2 separate regions of the Anas platyrhynchos genome follow, and region 1 is linked to region 2. A link is a contact called in public Hi-C data. All regions are on one chromosome and are shown on one strand. The core of a region is the stretch at or near the end of the contact, and the rest is flanking DNA. Distances in the headings are between cores, read along the strand shown. Region 1 holds the start of TSSK6 (testis specific serine kinase 6). Region 2 holds the start of STAT4 (signal transducer and activator of transcription 4).

Region 1 (2,700 bases), core at 75-2,574, 130 kb after region 2:
AGGCTGGCTCGGTGGGAGAGCTCAGACCTGGCCCCCGGAGGTGCTCTGGGGTGAGCAGCCTGGCGGTTTGCTCTTAGCCCTTGCTCACCACGGTCAGCGTGGCTTGAAGCCTGACGTGCAGTGGGCTCATTTGTCCCCTTTGTGAAGGGGCACGGCCGCCTTCTTGATGCCACCACCACCACCTGAACCACCAGGCGGCCTCGCCAACGCATCGAGCTCAATCCCGCCCACAGCCCGCAGCTGGAAACAATCAATTAACACCTATTTTTTCCTCTACAGCATTGATTGTGCCAAGGTGTGAGCGCCCTGAGGGTCTCCTCCCTCAGATGTCCCCCTTCAGCCAGCTGTTCTTGGCCACCTGCCCCACGCCGGGCCGCGCGGCCGGGCTGAAGCGCAGCAGCTGGGCGATGAGGGCTCGGCAGGGCTCCGGCAGCGGGGGCTGCCCCTCCGGGTACAGCACCCCCTGCTTCTGCTGCTGGGGCATGCTGCGGATGTGCGTGTCGTTGAAGGGCATGTAGCCGGTCACCATCACGAAGAGCATCACCCCCAAGCTCCACACGTCGTACTTCTTGGCGTCGTAGGGGATGCCCAGCAGCACCTCGGGGGACGCGTAGGCTGCCGAGCCGCAGAAGGTGGTGCTCAGCTCCGGGAAGGTGCCGGCCTCCTTGCTGAACCCGAAATCGGTCAGCTTGGCCCGGCGGCCGTCGGCAGCCAGCAGCACGTTCTCGCACTTGAGGTCCCGGTGCACCAGGTTGCGGTCGTGCAGGTAGCGCACGGCCCCCACCACCTGGGCGAAGATGTCGCGGGCCTCGGGGACGCAGGGCAGCTTCCCCCGCTGCTGCACCAGCTCCAGCAGGTCGGTGGCCGCCGCCTCCATCACGATGTAGAGCTTGCCGTTGCACACCTCGATCAGCTCGAAGATGCGCACGATGTTGGGGTGCCGGATCCTGCGCAGGATGGAGAGCTCCCGCGGCAGGAACTTGTAGACGAAGGCCGGGGGGGCTCGGCGCCGGTCCACCACCTTGACGGCCAAGGGGACCTTGTACTTGCTGGAGGTGACCTCTTTCACCTTGGAGAAGCTGCCCTCGCCCAGGGTCTGGCCCAGCTTGTAGCCCAGCTCGCAGAGCAGCCTCTCGCCCGCGTCGGTTTTCGGCATGTCAAGCGATCCCGGCGGGCCTCACCACAGCGGGCCTTCTGCTCCAGGGCTCGAGGACTTCAACGCATGGCGCGTGGCACTCGGTGGCCTTCACTCTCCCCCCATGGCCCCACAGCTGCCACCGCGGGCCTCGGGGCTCACCCGGGCATTGTGATGGGGCGGAGAACTGTGGGGCACAGCCTTTGTGAGACGGGAGGCGTCTGCTGCTGCCCACCACGGCTGCCCTGGGCATGTCCATGCACACACGGGGAGGGCTCTCACTGCCAAATACGTATTATTTTATATATTTATTTACATAGGTGTTTTTAAAACCATTTTTCTCCTCTTCATTTGCGTTTTCAAGAGAATTATCCGATGATGAGCTGAAACGTTGCCTTTCTGGCTAGAAAAAGGAGCCCAGGACCACAAAACATCCGCAGTCCCGGATGCTGTTTTTAAGTTTTGAATATATATTTTGCTTAAATGGGTGCTAACGAGGGGTGAGACTCAACCAAAGGCTGAGAAAAGGCTTCTCGTGAGCCCAGCTTGTCAGCCTTGCGAGGTCACTTGAGATGAAAGCAGTGGAGCCGCGCACACACAGCTGCACACGTGCTGTGGGGCTGCTTTGCCCTGGCTCCCAGGGGCAGCGATCACGATGCTGAGTGTTATCTGCTGAATATAGAACTGAATGAATGAAATTGGGTATTTTTATAAGGGAAAATGCTTACACCGGGCCTTCCTTCCCTTCTTACTACCAGAACATCTCAGGAAAATTCAGCTGCCCGCGATCTGCTGGCCAGGAGGGCGTGTGTGTAGCTACAGGGGTCTGGCTGATGCTTGGTGTGGCTCCTGAAACAGGAGATGGAGCTCAAGCCATGTGCGTGTCCCCAAAGCTTGTAGATCAAATCCTTGTTTACGGGAAACCTCTTTGAAGCCCCCTGTAATAACAGGAGACGTTGTCTAAAGCGGGGTGGGAAAACTGAAGAGGCAATGAGTGATGCTGAAAGGGGAAGGGGTAATTTTGTGGCCAAGCTCGGCTGAGGGAGACAAATGCAGGCTCAGAAATGATTCAAGGAGTCCTCCCCTAACAGGGGGACGGGAGAGCGAGCCCAGGTGGGCACGGGGAAGCAGCAAGTCCTGCAGCAAATACTGCAGCAAACGCTCCCCCTCCTGTACGCTGCGGGCTAAGCCGGGAGGAGCTGGGCTGGTTTGCAGCCATGCAGGCGCTGCTGCCCGGCCCTCTTCTCAGCCTGCTCCGCAGCTCGCAGCACGGCCGGGGACTTTTGGGAAGGAGCTCCAGAGAAAGGCAGCCACAGGAACGAAGGAGGGGTTTCGTGTCTGCAGGATGCTGCCGGGCAGAGGAGGAGGAAAGACACTTGGGCTCCTTGTGCTGTGCTGTGCGTAGGTTACTGGGAAGTGGATTTTTGCCTTGTTAGCTGCTGGCTCAACGTTTATTGGTAGAAAAACATAAAATTCTCTTTTCCTTCCAATCCCTCCACAGCAGGTCCTGCTGCCCGTGGTACCCGGCTCACAGTGGCGCGTTTCAGACGGGTGCCTGAGAAGGA
Region 2 (2,980 bases), core at 198-2,697:
AGGTGCGTTCCCCGCAGTCTCTCTGGCAGAGAAACTCCACATTTGTGCCCTGACAGAGCGGCATGGAGGCCGCTTGAGGAGCTGGGTGCCCCGCTTACCCCTGGTGGTGGGGACCCCCAGGCCCGTGAGCCTGCTACTGGCCCAGCCGGGGGGCAAGAGCCCCCCGGAGTGAAGTAAAAGGCACCCCTCCATTCGCTGCCTTCAGCACCCCGCATCCCCCGGGCACGAGGCCTTTTGAAGATGTGCTTGGGGTGGATGGACAGCGGGACAGACGACCAGACAGAGCCCCCCCCCAGGATGCCCCCACTTGCCTGTGCGAGCGCTCCCCAGCCGAGCCCTGCTGCAGGCGGCGTCCCCAGGCGTGTCTGCCGCCTTGCCCCGTGCTTTATGCCGCCCCAGCCCCGTCCCGGCAGCTTTTCCTGTGCGTCAGCTGCGCCCTCGCCGCCCCGGGGAGCGGGACGGGAGCGAGAGTCGTGTCTGGGCTACGAAACACGGCGAGCAGCGTGGCCACGCAGCAGTCACCGCGCCGCGCTGGGTCAGCTGGCGTGACACGGCTCTGGCACTTAGGAAATGGCCAGAAGGAGGTTATTGAGCCAAAAATTTAAAAAAATCTCCAGTTTATACTGTGGCGCCCGAGCCTGTGTGGAAGGCAGAGGGCTGCGGCCTGTCGCGCTCCCAGGGAGCCAGGCTGCTCCCTCTCCACCGGGATCAGGGGGCCAGCAGCTTTCTGGCACGGGAGCTTCGCTAGCCAGCTTTTGCAATTAGCGCTCGTGAAAAGGCTGAGGACAGCCCTGAGAGGAGTTTGGAGGAACAGCGTGGAAATGCTACGTGCTGCCACTTCCTGCAGCGGCTGCCCGCGCTGCTCGTTTCAGGCAGCGCCTCAGATAAAAGGCTCGGTCCCTGTCCTAAAGGGTTAACAGCCTGACACCATCCGGATCAGTAAATATTATTATGACAGGGTTATGACAACAGGCATGCTCCGAGTATTATTTTTTCTCTAAATACATTATTGGAAAATGGATCTCTGTAACGTCAGGTGCATCGTTGCTAAAACCAAAGCAAATGGCAAATGCTAAATTAGGACAATTTCAAATCTGTCTTACCTCAGCACAGAGCTTGAATGGTAGGATCGAGTCTTTGATGTCACACAAAGCAGCTGCAGTCTGCCCTAAAGAGGCTTCCTTTGGGCAATTATTATTTTATTTGTAACATCGTGTGTTACCAGAAACCCCAGTCACGAGCAAGGCTTCTCCGTGCCAAGCTGTACAAGCAGCGAACAAAAGGCGTGCTCTCGGGAAGTGCCAGTGAGCTGCTGGAGCAGTGTTAGGCGCTGGGCTGGAGGAACATGAAACCTCGTGCAAGTGAGAAAGCCAGGTGCGGGAGATGTAGTTAAAAGGAAGGTGCGTGTCACTGCTGATGTGTAATTACATTTTCCAGACAGAGCAGAGGGAGAATTGAAAGTGATGTGAGACTCTCTGATACATAGGTAACTTCCAGATCTGCTGGTAGACGTCATCTTCACCATACATGTGCTTGAAATGAGATCAGGCTTTTTTTTTAATAGCATTTAGATTTTTTTTCATGTGCATTTTTATTTTGAGAGCCAGGATCATAACAGACCTCTGCAAAATCCTGATTTATAGAAGTGTGCACTTCTGCAGTCTCTGTATTTAATGTCCTTTCGTCTTGTACTGTTGCATATTTGTCCATTACCTTTTTCAAGTGAGATGAAGCTATAACGTACTGGAGCGTTTTCTTTAGGATTTTATTAAATAATCAGTGTACAAAACCACATTAGCATTTTCAGTTTGACAGTTTGACTTGCTCAGACCCAAATGTGTCACACAGAGAGGAGGAGATACAGCAGCACTTTACCTGTGCTCCTGTTTTTTTGCTCATGGACATCCCAGCGTCTAATTCAGAGTACACACATTCACGCACGTGTTATAATCCTCTTTCTGTGAGACTGCATACTGCCCTTTTGCATACGTGATGAATGATCTGAGGGATCTACTGGCATTTTCTCAGATTTGTTTCTCTACCATTTGGGAAATCTTCATAGTTTTCTAAGGTGACTGATTTTTACGTGGTTTATGGTGTACCAGTAGGCTCGTGTAGGTGCAACACTGGGACACTCAGCAATGTGAGGACCGCCCAGGAAATAACATTTATTAGTAATTTAATTTCAGGCTGTCAGTAGGGGGAACTATTGCACCACACTTTTTCTTTATCCTTTAAATAAATATTGATAGCTATTTATTTTCCTTTTGGATTAAGTACTTATTTTCTAAGCATCCTTTCAGAACTGATATCCATAATGGTCAGAAGACAGGTAGCTCATGCCATCGCAGTAAATAAAAGAGTAACAGGGATCCAGTCCCTCTGATTTTTGCTTGGCCCTCTCCACTAACCTAGAAAAGCAGCTTTATGATGGAGCGGTTGCTATTACGATAACGTTGTGCTGCTTGCTATCTGGTGCTAGCATCTATTCAGGTTTGCTTCAAGAGCCGGTGAGAAAAAGAATCAGGTAAGTGTCATTCCCCAAAACTAGGGTAATGAGAGGCTGCTCCTCACCTGAGGTTTGGAGAGATCGGTGTCCGGGAAGAGGGGTCCTCCATCCCTGCCCCGCTCTGTGGCACATGCTATGGGGAAGGCAGGATGATGGCCAAAATGGGGACAGCTGTGGGGCCAGCCAGGCAGGTGTGGAGCAGAGGGCAGAGGTAAAAAGCCTGGGGCAGCCCTGGGGTGAGAGGGAGTTTCTTGAGGGACATCCAGGCACAACAGCGTGGTGAGGCTGCAGCCCTCAGCTGGAGGTGGCTAGGAGCATGGGTGGGAACTGGCCAGCGAAAGGTTCAAGCCCTCATTGAGTGTGGTAGGTCAAATTTAATCATTGCTGCACAAGGTTTTGTTCCCCTTGGTTGGTGTTTTAGCACCAGTAAAAGTAGGCGAGTAAGAAGCAAGCGTCTAAATTGTGTGGGCT

What was found. Hi-C and Micro-C count contacts between places; a contact is called where the count stands out from the background.
Region 1: a Hi-C map of F1 follicle shows a contact between it and region 2, with 3 times the contacts expected there. The contact joins the promoter of TSSK6 here to the promoter of STAT4 in region 2. A contact is called at or near these places in 4 of 8 Hi-C or Micro-C datasets (F1 follicle, liver, skeletal muscle and 1 more).

What each region holds. Positions count from the first base shown.
Region 1 is chr7:36,451,558-36,454,257 of IASCAAS_PekinDuck_T2T, forward strand. It overlaps TSSK6 (testis specific serine kinase 6), which reads right to left and starts at 1,325. Exons shown (of 1, transcript XM_038182391.2): 1 at 1-1,325. The coding sequence starts at 1,156. The coding sequence ends at 323. It overlaps LOC106018973 (a long non-coding RNA gene), which reads left to right. Exons shown (of 7, transcript XR_011810496.1): 3 at 2,637-2,700.
Region 2 is chr7:36,323,159-36,326,138 of IASCAAS_PekinDuck_T2T, forward strand. STAT4 (signal transducer and activator of transcription 4) reads right to left here and starts at 1,448. Exons shown (of 24, transcript XM_072040507.1): 1 at 1,104-1,448. It overlaps LOC119717429 (a long non-coding RNA gene), which reads left to right and starts at 2,567. Exons shown (of 2, transcript XR_005266939.2): 1 at 2,567-2,872.